2 separate regions of the Sus scrofa genome follow, and region 1 is linked to region 2. Evidence: chromatin contacts called from public Hi-C data. All regions are on one chromosome and are shown on one strand. Each heading gives the region's core, a stretch centred on a gene start, on an enhancer-like site or on the middle of the called end of the contact. The rest is flanking DNA. Distances are from core to core; before and after follow the strand shown. Region 1 overlaps LOC100620540 (tyrosine-protein phosphatase non-receptor type 11-like). Region 2 holds the start of RNF223 (RING finger protein 223).

Region 1 (6,791 bases), core at 548-3,047, 34 kb before region 2:
GGTAGCTGCCTTCTGGGCCATGGTGCACCAGGAGAACACCCGTGTCATTGTCATGACCACCAGGGAGGTGGAGCGAGGCCGGGTAGGAGCTCAGGATCGTGTTCCCCTCTTCCTCCCACTGTGTGCCCAGCTGCACCTGTGCTGGCTGGTGCTGGCCCAGCCTTGCTTCTTCAGTCTTAGGGATTCTGGGGGGGAAGGGATTTTCCCGGAGAGACCCTGTATGCCCCACAGCACCGAGGGGCAAGGGCGCTGGTGGTCTTCCACCATGGCTGATGCAACGCACCCACCCTTCCAGAACAAGTGTTTCCGATACTGGCCAGAGCTGCATGGCAGCCAAGGGTATGGCCACCTGCGTGTGCGCAACGTGGCTGAGCACTGGGCTCAGGGCTATTGTGTGCGGGAGCTGCAGGTGTGGCAGCCAAACCAGGTGAGTCTGGAGGGCAACGGGACATGTTGGGCCAGGGTCAGAGGGGTCGGGAAGTCCCCAGGTCTTCACTAGGATGAGGCAGCCCTGTGCTGGCCCCGCCTCCACCCAGCCCCACTGGCCTTAGTGGCTTCCATGTCCCTCAGCCCAGTGGGCACAGTGTCCCCAGGCAGGCAGGTTCTCAGCTCCTGTTGCCTGGCTCCAGGTGGCCTCCTACCCACACCTGCCTCTCGCTCTAGTCCTTCCCTGGGCCATCTGGGTACCTATGGACTTCTTTGGGTGCCAGTGGTGCCTATTTCTGTCCCAGGCACAGATCCCTCCAGCCAGTCCCATTTGTCCATCCACCTTGGGGGGGTGGGGCTCCTGCAAGCCTCTGGGGGGGAAGGGATTTTTTTTGGCCCTTCCCAAATAGAACTCACTGTCCAGGGAAGCTGCCCCCACCCCCGATGGTCTTTCTTCCCTTACCCACTGCACCTGAGCCACCCGGGGCCATCTGGGGGTCCCCCAAGCTTTGAATACCATCATTTCCTCCCACTCCCTCCTGCTCCTGGGCCCTGCGGGACATTCCTTCTGGTAAACTCCGCTGAGCCACGGCCCCCCTCCTCCGGTTCATTCCCTGCGCCCCTCCCGCCCGAGAGTCACGGCAGCGCCTGCTCCAATCCTGCCACACTGCGGTCCGGCCCTCCTGGGATCCGCCCAGACTGCCAGGCTGGAGCTCACCAGCCTGCCCTGCCCAGGAGGAGTCGCAGCGCGTTGTGAAGCACTATCAGTACTGCAGCTGGCCGGACCATGGAGTCCCGGCCGAGCCTGCCGGCGTCCTGGGCTTCCTGGACGAGGTGAACCGGGCGCAGAACAGCATGCCAGGGGCCGGACCCGTGGTGGTGCACTGCAGGTGCGAGCCGGGACAGGGCGTGGTGGGGCCAGCGGCACAGTGCGACTGGGGAAGGGGTCAGAGCTTTGTCCCATCAGCTGGCCACAGGCCTCCCTGGTCCACCTCCACAGCGCGGGCATCGGACGCACTGGCACCATTATTGTGATTGACATCCTAGTGGACATCGTTCGCAGGCAGGGTGAGCCGCCCCAGGCCCACCCCTCCTTGTCCGCCCCTCCCTCCCATCTAGCCCCGCCCCCCGCCATTGCAGGGCCCCGCCCATTTCCTCTAGCCCTCCCACCCCCTCCTGAGTGCGCTCGTCCCCAGGGCTGGACTGCGATATCGACGTCCCCAAGACGATCCAGCTGGTGCGGCGACAGCGCTCCGGGATGGTGCAGACGGAGGCGCAGTACAAGTTCGTGTACCTGGCGCTGCAGCGGTACATCCAGGGACAGCAGCTGCGCCTGCGCGAGCAGGAGGCGGGGCCGGTCCGGGGCGGAGCCAGCGCGGGCATCACCATGGTGACCAGCGGTCCCTCCCCTCAGCGCGAGCCGCCTAAGGAGCACGACTCTCTGAACGTGGGCGCCTTGCCAGCCGACCGCGGCTGTAGCCCGGGACCCGCGCCGTCCCCGGCACCCGAGGCGTGAGTAGGTCGTCGAGGATCGGGGCCGGCGGAGTCCGGACCCGGAGCGGGGAGGCCTTGAGGGCGTGGCCTCGGGCGTGGGGAGGCGGCCCCGCCGAGGCCTGGGGGCGTGGCCCGAGGCGAGGGGGCGGGATCTCAGGTGGGCCCCAGCCCAAGCACGTCTCTACCCGCAGGACCCCAGAGGCCTCCGGTCGCGAGTACGAGAACCTGCTGGGCCTCAGGCCCTGAGAGCCCCGCGTGCGAGCGCCCTGAGTAGGGCTGGAGCCGTGCGAGGAGACGGGAGGCCAGCAAGGCCGGCCCTCGCGTTCCTCCGAGGGACTGTGTTTAGGACTGCAGACCAGCGCCCATGCCAGAGCGCGCGGGGGAGGGCGCCCAGGCCTGCCCCTCAGACCTGCCCTAACCCGGCCTGCACGCCCAGGAATGGGGAGGGGCGCTCAGGAGTTGTGTTGCTGGCCCTCCAGGGGCTCCCAGGCGAAGGTGGAGGAGGAGAGGCAGGGCTGCTGTTTGTCTTGGTGTGGTATGGGAGGCCACCAGTGACCACCTGCATGGCGCAGTGACCACGTGTGACTTTGTGTGAGCCACGTATTTGAGTGTCACGGCCTGTATTTGGCACATGAGCAAGTGAGTGGCAGTCTGTGCTTGACCAGACTGTAGTCACCGGCGTTTGTGGCCCCTGCCCTGCATCCTGTGCATCCCCCCGTACCCCTTCGGAGCTGCTCCTCCCCCTGCCCACAGCCATGGTCTGGGATGTGGCCCAGGCAGTGGCTCAGTCCCTGCTGTGTCCAAGCCTGGCCCAGACCATCACATTGCCGTCATGTGTGGATAAATGCTTGTTGAACGAGGGAATGTGTGACGTGCTCCTGTGACCATATGATGAGGGCGAGGCTCCATGTGTGCATGACTGGTGTGTGGCACTGTGACGTCACTGCACGTGGCCCATAGTTGCAGCCTCGTGTCACAGATGGCCCTGTGGCCCTGTGGTATCCTCAGTAAAATGCCTTATTCTCAGTTCTGTGTCTTTGTTGGGGTCTGGGGAAAGGGAGCACATGGGGCCCCACAACGGGCCCCAGCTTCCCCAGGGGCTTCCTGGGCCAGAGGCCCAGCTGGTTGGAGCAAGAAGTCCTGGACTTTGGGGTGAGGGATGAGGAGGCTGAGTCCCATACCAGCCAGGACCAATCTGGTGGTGCAGGATTCCTGGGGCCGAGAGCAGAACTGGGCGGGGATGGGGTAGATGATATTGGCAGGACTCCTGCCAATCCCTCGCCACACTCGCTTCGCCAGCCAGGTGTGGCCCAGGGAGAGTCTGCTGGAGGGACCTGAGGCCTGTGGATCTTCAGAACGTGCTAGTTGTCACCACCTCCACTTCTGTACACCCTGAGGCCTCAGTTCCCCGGGGATTTGGGGATCCCGTGGGCCCCCAGTCAGGGCTCCTGGCAGGGCTGTGGGGCCATGACTTCTGGGGGATGCAGCCTGGTGTGACCACGGTGGGGGATGAGGAGGAGGGCTGTGGACCAGGCCAAGGCCCCTCACCGGTCCTGCCTACCCAGTGCTCTGGGCCCTTCCCCTCTCCCAGGGGGCACCTCATGGCCCTGGGGGACAGCCCATCCACAGCCCAGAGGGGACAGGTGTTGGATCCTCTAAAACCCGGGGCTGCTGGGAGTCCAATCCAGTGGGGGTGTCCTTTGGATGGAGGGTCTTTGCGACAAAGGCAGACGGTGGGCCTTTCTGGAGGGAGGGGCTTAATGGTGCAGGAAGGAGGACACACAGAGTGAGGGCACCTTCCTAAAGTGGGTACAAAATAATTTATTTAACACTGTACAATTCAGGAGGGTGGGATGCGCACCGGGGGCCTGGGCACCCTACCCCTGCCCTCTGTTCCCTGATCACCCAAGGGAAGGGGCCAGCCCCACCTGAGCAAGGGAAGGAGCTGTGGTGAAATGTGAAGAAAAAATGGAGATGGAGAGCCTCCTCCGTTTTCAGCAAGGGGCTGGTCCTGCCGGCCGTTCACAGTGTGTACAAGGAGGGGCCTCACCAAGCCGTCTCTCCTGGGCCTCCGTTTCCCCATCTCCATGATGGGAGGTGGGGATGGGTCTTAGGGCCCATAGGAACCTGTGATTCTCGGGAGCTCAGGGGACCTTTTTGTCCACCCCATAGGACCCAGCCCCAGAGAGGGAGGCAAGTGAGCCCCGTGGGGTAGGGAGATGCTGGGGCTCCTCCAGAATCCCGGGCAGGACCCCAGATACCTGCTACACCTGTGACCCCAGCGGTGGGCTGGGCATCCACACGTGGAGCTGGTGACCCTAGTTGTCAGCCAGGGACCCAAATGAGTAGGTCGTGGCAGCAGTGGTGGTGGCAGGGGGCCGGGACAGGCAGCGCAGGCTCCCCGTCTTGAGAGCACACTGCACGGGCCACAGCACCACGCAGAAGAGCACAAGCAGCAAGGCTGTAATGAGTGCCACCCGTCTCCAGTCCCCGCAGCGTGCCCAGCAGCGCGCCAGGCGGCCGCTGCGGCGGGCAGCGCCCAGGGTAGGTATAGGCACAGGGGGCTCAGAGGGCTTGCTCAGGCCCACATCTACGCTGATGAAGCCAGGCGCTGCCAGGCCGGGTGCAGAGGGCTGCGGGCGGCAGCATAGCTTGGTGCCCTCCAGCCACACAGGCTCCTCCCGCCGCAGGTGCGCCGGCATCCTGGCCTGCAGCTGGCGGCTGGTGCGCAGAGCAGGGGCCCCAGCAGCAGGCACAGCCGTGGGCTGCCGGCAGAAAGGGCAGGGCATCGCCTCGCCACCCGGCCGGCCTGAGGGCTGGGCAGCCGCCAGTCGTGCCAGGCACTCCAGGCAGAAGACGTGAGTACAGGAGAGCTCCTTGGGTGTCTTGAAGGTGTTGTCGTAGCCCGAGAAGCAGATGGAGCACTCCAGAGGGGAGGCCACCTTCTCTGAGCCAGGGGTGCCCGGGGACCTGGGGCTGCTCGCTGAGCTGGGGGACCTGGGCACTGTGGCTGTGGGGCTGCTCCTGCTGGAAGGCGGCATGACCGGGTGCCACACCCGTGGGCCTGACATGTTCTGGGCTGTGGGACAGAGGTGACCATGAGTGACCTTGCCTGCCCGTTTCCTGCAAGTTCAGCCTGTTGCTCTCTCCCTGTCCCCACCTATTGCGCCAGCCCCCAAAGATCCCAGGAAGGACACTGCCCATCTGTGGGCCTCTCTGCAAAGTCCCACCTGTCCCTGGCTCAAGGTCTTTCTGCCCAAGTTGTAACCCTGCCCTCCCTCCCTCCTCACACGCCGAGTCAAGGGGGGGAACCCTGGGTGGGGGGGCAGACCAGGGCAGATCTGAGGATGGAGCCCGTGGGGCCCACTGCTCATCAGACCCACCCACAGCCCTGTCCTACCTGGCTGTGCCACTGGTCAGAAACAATGGTGATGATGACAATGGCCCACAGCAGTACCGTTTACAACTGGGCTCTGCCAGGCTGGGCCCTGCTCACGTGATCCGCCACAGCCGCCGCACGGAAGATACAGCTCAGAGGGACCTAGGCTCTTGCGGGGTGTGGCTCCAGGTCAGGCGAAGTGGGTCTACCAGGGATCCCAGTGTGGGCAGCTGATTGGTTGGGGCACACTCAGATTTCAGTCAGTTGTGTGAGGGTGAGGGCCGGGCTGGGTGGTGTGCGAGTTGGGAGTCAGGATCTGGGAGCTGGCCTGAGCTGGTCGGGCTGCAGGAGGTGGGAAGGGCCTGAGCAAGGGCAGTGGCTGTGGCCCGAGAAGTGGGTTTGTCTCCCAGCCACGGCCCAAACCTGCAGGGCCAGCTTGTCTGGCGTGTGACAACGGCCCTGAAATGCTCCTCAGCCTGCAGCCCAGGGAGCAGGAGGCGGACAGGCCCTGCCGTCCTCTCCAGGCCGGCCCAGCACCTGAAGAGTCCCTTCGGCCACAGCTACCAGCCAGGAGGCAGTGGGATGTCCCCACCTAACCTGTTCCCTCTCACAGGAGTCCCTGCCTCTATCTTCCTGGGGAGGCTCAGGTGACCTGCCTGCTGCCCCTCCACGGAGCCCAGGTCTCCACCCAAGGTGGCCATAGGGGTCCGAGAGGGGGTGACTCGCCCATCACCTTCCCGATGGAGCCCAGGAGGGCCCCCAACAATGACCTGAGCCTGACTTGGTCCGTCCAGGTGGGCTGGTGCAATGACTTCGCAGTGACATGCCACGAAGGCTCAGGTGTCTCCTGACGGTGACAACACTGTGTGATGTCACGGGGGCCTCTGGCATCTGGGCATGAGATAGCGCTAGGTTTTGGTGACAGCAGTCGCCGCAGGCTAGGCAGCAGCCTCAGCAGTATCCGGGGGACTGAAGGCTGTCGTCCCCCAGCCAGCGCACCCCGTGTAACCGGTTCCTTGGCACTAGGCCCCACCCGCCCAAGGACTTGCCCCACCCTGAGCTATGCAGGTGAGAGGTGAGGGCCAGCTGAGCTGGGCTTACCTGGTAGCTGAGGTCAGTGGGACCTGGGCATGACCTCTCGGCCGGCACAGCCAGGCTGGAGCTGCGTGCTCTCTCGTCCCAGCGGTGCTGGCTCCTTCTCCCCCGGGGCAGGCCGGCCTATGCTCTACCTGGCAGGTGTTCCTCTCCAGGGCCAGCCACCAGCAGCTGTGCCAGGCAGGTGGGGCACAGGGGGATGTGTGAGCTCCTCTGGGTGTCGAGCGCTGTCCAGGGCAGCTGGATTCTCTGGGTGTGGGCTCCTGGCAGGTGTATTTATACGCTCGCCTGGATCTCGCTGGCCAGGGGTGCGGCCCGGGGCGTCTGGGATTGGCTGGCCGCCTGTCCTCTCCCTGGCAGGCTGAGCAGCCGAGGGCGGGCAGTCAGAAGTGAGAGG
Region 2 (6,294 bases), core at 2,553-5,052:
AGACTCTCACTCTATCACAACCTGGGACACAAACACACTGAAGGGAACAGGAAGACAGTGTTCTGACTAGAAAATGTAAAACCAACGATAAAAAGAAACCGCAAATAAACACGGTGGTCAAGATGGCGAATTTGCCCCTCAGGATGGGGGTCTATGGGGGAGCGATTCTGAAACTGCTTTTCATGTGCACTGGGGTGGGACAAACACGTAAACCATGGCCATGGTGGTGAGAAGGCCACACACGAGCACTTTTACTACAGAGTCTAGGTTACAGACTCACACCTGTCCATCTGGTGAGGGGACTGCAGGCAATGACAGCCCAGCCCCAGTGCCCACGCCCACTGCCAGATCCTGGCTTCTCCAGCCCACTCTCCAGTGAAAGGAACCAGAGCTCCCTGGAGAAACGGCTGAGTCTAGGCCTGAGGCAGGGATACAAGACTGAGTGAGCAGCTGGAGCAGTTGGCAGTGCCAGAAAGGAAAGAAGGGCTCAAAACAACTCAGGGCAGAGGGTGGCCTCCCAGTGGCCAAGGCTGGACCAAGGTGGGCAGACAAAGAGCGCAGAGCTGGTTCCCCTCCAAAGTGCAGACGAACGCCCACAAGTCCGTCCTTCAAACGGAATCCAAACCGCCCCCGGGGAAGGACAGGACAGGAGAACTCTCCTTGGCAGACACCACCTGAACCAAGCGACCAGGACCAGGTGTGGATGCCAGGTGCCCCTGACACGATGTGGCTAGAGGGTCATCTCACCTCTGGAGTCTTCGTCCCAAAAACCCACACCCCCGTCCAACCATGAGAAAACACATCAGACAAACGCAACATCAGGGACATGCTACAAAAACAGCCAAGCAGCCCTTCTCAAAACTGTCCGGGTCATGAAAAGACAGGATCCTGGCCAGCATCCGGGGCACAAAGAGGACACGGGGGCAGCACATGGCCTGACACCTGGAGTGCAGGGGACAGTAACGGAGCCTCAGTTTCCACAAACGCCCCTTGGTTGGCAACCTCCCTGTGAATCTAAAACCATTCCAAAAATTTTAAAGTTAACTTTTTAAGACACCATTAATAAAATGAACAGGCAAGTCAAAAAATGGGAGCTACCATCCCCAATACATCTATCCGACCAACAGCAAGGGCCTTACAGCTTGACTTTTTTTTTTTTAAAGGCGACAGATTTGACCAGACACTTCAGAAAAGAGGTTGGGGAGGGCGCCAGAGACGGACACACACGCTCGGCACAGCACTCAAGGAGATGCAGGCTGAAGACAAGCCACTGGGCCCCAGAGCACACACGCAGGAAGGCGCTGCTCAGGGTCACACAAGACAGCCCGGAGACCAGCCATCAGAAAATGCCCACCACGCTGTGCGCGGCCAGGGGCACCCCGTGCCCGTGAGCTCTCACACAGAAACAGTGAAGAGCCCTGCCTGCGCTTCTGGCGGGGGCGGGGGAGGGGGGGTCGGGGGCGGCTGGGAAGGTTTACAAGGTTCATCAGCCGGCACAGCTTAGACCAGACGCTGCTCCTCGCAGAACTAGGGGCTGGGAGGCCCAAGGTCAAGGTGCCGGCAGACCCGGCGTCTGGCGAGGGCCCTTCCTGGCCTGCAGACGGCCACCTTCTCACCGTCCTCATGGCCTTTCCTTGGTGTGCGAGCAGGGGTCATGTGAGCGGGGTGTGGGGAGGTCGCTCTGTCTTGCCCCTGCCCTCAGGGCACCGATGCCAGCACGGGCCCCAGCTCACCCCGATCACCTCCCAAAGGCTCCACCTCCAGACACCATCACACTGGGGTCATGGATTTGGGGCGACAGAGCCAATCGGCCCACAACACAGGGGAACCTTTAGGGAAGACAGAACTGTCCTGTCATGATGGGCGTGCAGGTGACAGTTGTACGCCTTTGTCAAAATTGATCAAACGGAGCCTGTGCATTTCATTTATGTGAATTACACGCACTAACTGAATAAATGCAATTCATTTTCTATTTTGAAGATCTCATGGGAGCCAAACAGCTAAGTAATGGAGCACGAGTTTCCACAATGTAATGCAGTTTGGTGAGAATTTACACTGTACTGTGCGTTCTTGCACAGCTCATTCTTCCTTAGAAAAAGTGGTTTCAATGAAGAAGTCACTGTGATTCTGCACAAGTAACACATCACGAAGCGGGTGGAATCACTCTGACCAGTCAACAGGGGCTGGGTGCTGGCTGGACAACCATGTAAACGGGCTCCCTGGTAGGAAGCCTTGCCTGGATGACCACTGCAGGGGGCGGTGGACGCCACATACATACCGCTCCTCCAGGCTTTGCGGCGGCTGTGGCTGGAGAGGGGGGGTCGCCAGCTTTAAAAATCACATGCGCTGGAGTTCCCATTGTGGCGCAGCGGAAACGAATCCAGCTAGGAACCATGCGGTCGCAGGTTCGATCCCTGGCCTCGCTCAGTGGGTTAAGGATCTGGCATTGCCGTGTGCTGTGGTGTAGCTCGCAGACATGGGTCGGATCTGGTGTTGCTGTGGCTGTGACATAGGCTGGCGGCTACAGCTCCAATTAGACCCCTAGCCTAGGAACCTCCATACGCCCAGGGGGTGCAGCTCTAAAAGATGAACAGACCAAAAAAAAAAAAAATCCCATGTGCTGATCTTGTTTCTCCCACTGCCCAGCACAGCACGGGAGGACCTGCTGGATCTCCAGCCCCTCAGGGCAGGTTCCTGCCAGTCACTTTCTCAGCAAGCAAAGGGAGCAATGTGGCTCTCAGGACAAAAGGAGAACTGTGTGTGGCCCTGTTCATTAACATGTTTCTCAACCCGAAAGTCCCATCGTGCTGATGGAGAACCGATGGTGTACACAATCTGACTGGATGCAAAGTCTGTGTACGTGTAGGTGCTCCGTGGACTCCGCAGCCCTGAGAAGGTACTGATGGGAGGACCCCCGGAACTCCCCAGGGGGTTCCTGGCCGTGGGGATGCGGAATTCTCAGTACTGTGGTGACTAGAGATCATTCTTCAAGTGAATTACGCTTACCTTGCAGAACAGGGCGGTGCAGGGAGGGTCCTGGGGTGACCACCCTCCAAGGCACGTTTGCTCTGTCTTTGGGAGACGCACACCGGGGCGGGGTGGAGTGCGCGTGTGCCAGAAGAAACTTTCCGTAAAATTCAGATTTTATTTCCTTCTAGGAGCTTCTGCATTCAGATTATGGCTGAACAAGGCTGCTACGGGGGCGCGGGCTGAGGCGCAGAGGACGAGGCCCAGCGCTACCTCCAGCACCGCGGTGACCCTGAGAACACAGGACAAAGCCGGGCCACCTGAGCGCCCCGCCACCAGGGAGCTGCGTTTGCAGGAGCGCTGTGAGAAGCGCGTCCAAACCCCCCGATCTTAATGAACTTAAACTAGAACGTCAATTAAATCGTTCTGGTGACTACGCACACGAACCCCTGTTGGACGAGGCCTGACACTCCAGTGGCGATCAGCGAGCTGAAATGGGAAACCTCCTGGGACTCGCGGTTCCTCCCGCGCGTCCGGGGCGCCCTGAGCCGGTGGCGGGGCGAGGGGCACAGAGAGAAAGGGCGGCCAAACCCCGCCGCCCTGACTGCCCCGGCGGGACTCCGCACAGCCAGGGCCGCCGCAGTCCCCGCCCCCAGCCAACCCCTAGCCAGCCCCCGCCCGCCCACTCCCGGCCCCTCACTCACCCCTGCGCCCTCCGGGTTCCTCTTTCATACCCCCCGCCCTCCAGGCGGTCGCGCTGTGCCCCCTTGGGACTTGAAGTCTCTCAGCCCGGGTGCCAGGGAGCACAGCTCCCAAACCGGAACTACAACTCCCGGCGGTCCGCGCGAGTCTCCTCCCCCGGAGGGTTCCAGGCCAGAGTTCTCGCGAGATCTGAAGGTTCGCGCGAAGCGACCTGGGAAATGTAGTCTAGGGCCCTAAACATGGCAGCAGAAGTAAGGGAAGGACTACGCCGCCGTCCGGCGTTGCCAGGAGACCAAAGAGCCCTGCAGTCCGAGGCGTCTGCGTTCCGGTTTCCGAAAAGTCGCCCGGGTCTCCTCCGTCAACGCTCGGCTGGACTGCCCGTCGGTTTCCGGCGGAGTAGCGGTTCCGGAGACAGCACAGGGTTCCAGTGGCGCATCCTGGGGAGAGGCGCCGCAGTACCTGGCGACCGCTTCCGCCCTGATGCCAGTCCCGCGCCCGGGCGCGGAGGACGGCTGGCGGGGAAAAGGCCTCTGCGATGTTTGCGTCCTCTCTGGGGGAGGGGTTCCCCAGGAAGTACTCTGTTCCGGGGCTGCCGAGCGCCCCCCTGCGCCCAGTTCTGCCACCTTCGTGACTCATGCCGCTTTCCGGGCGGGCAAAGCCCTTCTCACGGAGAGGGGCGGGGTAGTGGGATACCCGGGGCCCGGTCTGCACCGAGGGACGGACGTGCGGAGCTGGTCCCGGGAGAGGCTTTGCCTAGGGAGAAAAGAGAGTAAAACCACCACCGCCCTTGTGCTTTGTGTATCTTTGGGTGCGGGGACAGGGGGCGGATCTTCCGCAAGGGCGGCTACTGGGAGAGCAGTGCCTGGGCGAGTGAGTCTGAGTGAGAGGCCTGGACCGGGAAGGGCACCCACACAGCAAACTGCTGTCAGCATGGGCGCCTGTAACACTGGCTCTCAGATCTCTCCCCAGCATCCTTATTCAACATGAATAAGGATGGACGGGAAAGAAGTGTGATCTCGGGTTTCTCTGAACTGGTCGGACTGGTTGCTCTGTCCACGAAAGCTCCACCCCGTGACCTTGTGCCTCCCAGGGACTGTGACTGTCCCCCACAGTCAGTCCTAAAGACTGTGGGTGTGGGGTCTAGGTGACAGGACTGTCTGGCATCCTGGACTGGTTTGTCCCAACAGGATGACACAGGGGAATTTCTTTCTTTTTTCTTTTTCTTTTTTTTTTTTTTTCGCTTTTTTTTTTTTAGGGTCACATATGGAGGTTCCCAGGCTAGGAGTCAAATCGGAGCTGCCGCTGCCAGTCTACATCACAGCCACAGCAACGCAGGATTCAAGCCACGTCTGTGACCTACACCACAGCTCATGGCAACACCGGATCCTTAACGCACTGAGCGAGGCCAGGGATCGAACCTGCGTCCTCATGGATGCTAGTCAGATTCATTAACCACTGAGCCACTATGGGAACTGTGACACACGGGAATTTCTGTGTGGTCTCAGGCTCTGCCTCTGAGCCGCCCCAGACAAGAAGAGCAGTGTGTGTCCTGCAGCACTCCTAACTTCTCAGGAAATGGGATCGCAAGTGTGCCGAGGAGAGGGCAGGACCCTGGGAGCGTTGTTTGAGTCGGGTGCAGATAGGGTTAGGGTGTGCAGGGGTGCAGGGCACGAGTGCTATTGGACAGGTGGCTCCAGGCCGCTCCCAGTCCCTGGGCTCCCTGACGACCACAGCTCCCTTCCTGGCTGGCTTCTGTGCAGTTGGTCATCTGGCTGAATCCTGCAGGTTCTCCTCCCCTTCTGGACGCTGCCTCAGGACATTCATCCCAAGTTTGAACACCCTTCAACGGAAATGGAGTATCAGACTCACCGGGCGAGCTACTCTCCAAGTAAGAGCATGGGGCAGGAGGATGAGTCGCTCTGGGTCTTCCCTCCCAGAGGACAGTGGGCCCACGTGGTCGGGAGGAAGCTGGCCCAGTGTGAGCCATCCTCGGGCAGTAGTCCTGCCTCATTGAAGCAGCTCCTCTGGGCTCTGCGCCCACCTGCGCCGTGTCACAGAATTGCTTTGTACGGCTCTGCACCTTTCCACCTTCTTGGTGGTTTTCTGAAGACCAGTGGGAACTTGGTATTTATTGCTGAGCCTTCCTGCTTCAGCCCCAAGTTTCTCTAAGGTCAGGGCATCCATTCATAATGCATCCTCTGATATCAGAGGGTGACCTTTCCGCCAGTGCGTCTCAGTAGCGTCAGACCTGGGCTCCCTGAAAATGCTGCTCAAGAAGCCTGCAGATGAGATGATACGCCTGGGTTCTTGGCTGAGTCTCTGCAGTGCCCCGATCTGGGAGGCACAGGTCAGGGTCAGGGTGAGCTTCCAGTGCGGAGGAGGCTCGGTGCAGGTGGGGGAAAGTCCCCGCGTGGTAGTTGAGGGTTGGTGGACACAGCAAGGCAGGGCGTCGGAGGAGTCATGGGATCTGTTGAAAGCCTGGTGTTTAGAGTTTTTTTCCCCCATGAAGTTCCTGAAATGAACAATACAATTGTCTGCACCTTGTCTCCATGTAACCAGCTGCCCCCTCAACACCTCTGCCTTGAGGTCTCATCCATACTCCACCTGTCGAGGCCCACAGGAACC

What was found. A called contact is a pair of places that touch in the nucleus more often than the background predicts.
Region 1: a contact with region 2 is called in a Hi-C map of liver, with 4 times the contacts expected there. The contact joins the enhancer-like site here to the promoter of RNF223 in region 2. A contact is called at or near these places in 3 of 47 Hi-C or Micro-C datasets (embryonic fibroblasts, heart right ventricle and liver) and 1 of 2 datasets of contacts at active chromatin or transcription factors (alveolar macrophages).

The regions. Positions count from the first base shown.
Region 1 is chr6:63,409,359-63,416,149 of Sscrofa11.1, forward strand. LOC100620540 (tyrosine-protein phosphatase non-receptor type 11-like) reads left to right here. Exons shown (of 15, transcript XM_021097586.1): 10 at 1-82; 11 at 296-427; 12 at 1,162-1,316; 13 at 1,427-1,494; 14 at 1,623-1,938; 15 at 2,112-2,946. The coding sequence ends at 2,166. RNF223 (RING finger protein 223) reads right to left here. Exons shown (of 9, transcript XM_021095183.1): 8 at 6,070-6,791; 9 at 3,722-4,999. The coding sequence starts at 6,190. The coding sequence ends at 4,239. Among named protein-coding and RNA genes, the nearest start is that of RNF223, 32 kb to the right of the region's middle. Within about 2 kb of position 1,798, at least 49 of the 83 cell types and tissues checked have an H3K27ac peak or open chromatin away from gene starts, as enhancers often do. A contact at or near this core is called in alveolar macrophages, embryonic fibroblasts and liver, where this site is marked.
Region 2 is chr6:63,440,955-63,447,248 of Sscrofa11.1, forward strand. RNF223 (RING finger protein 223) reads right to left here and starts at 3,803. Exons shown (of 9, transcript XM_021095183.1): 1 at 3,672-3,803. LOC106509643 (a long non-coding RNA gene) reads left to right here and starts at 3,911. Exons shown (of 3, transcript XR_002344844.1): 1 at 3,911-4,049; 2 at 5,455-6,294.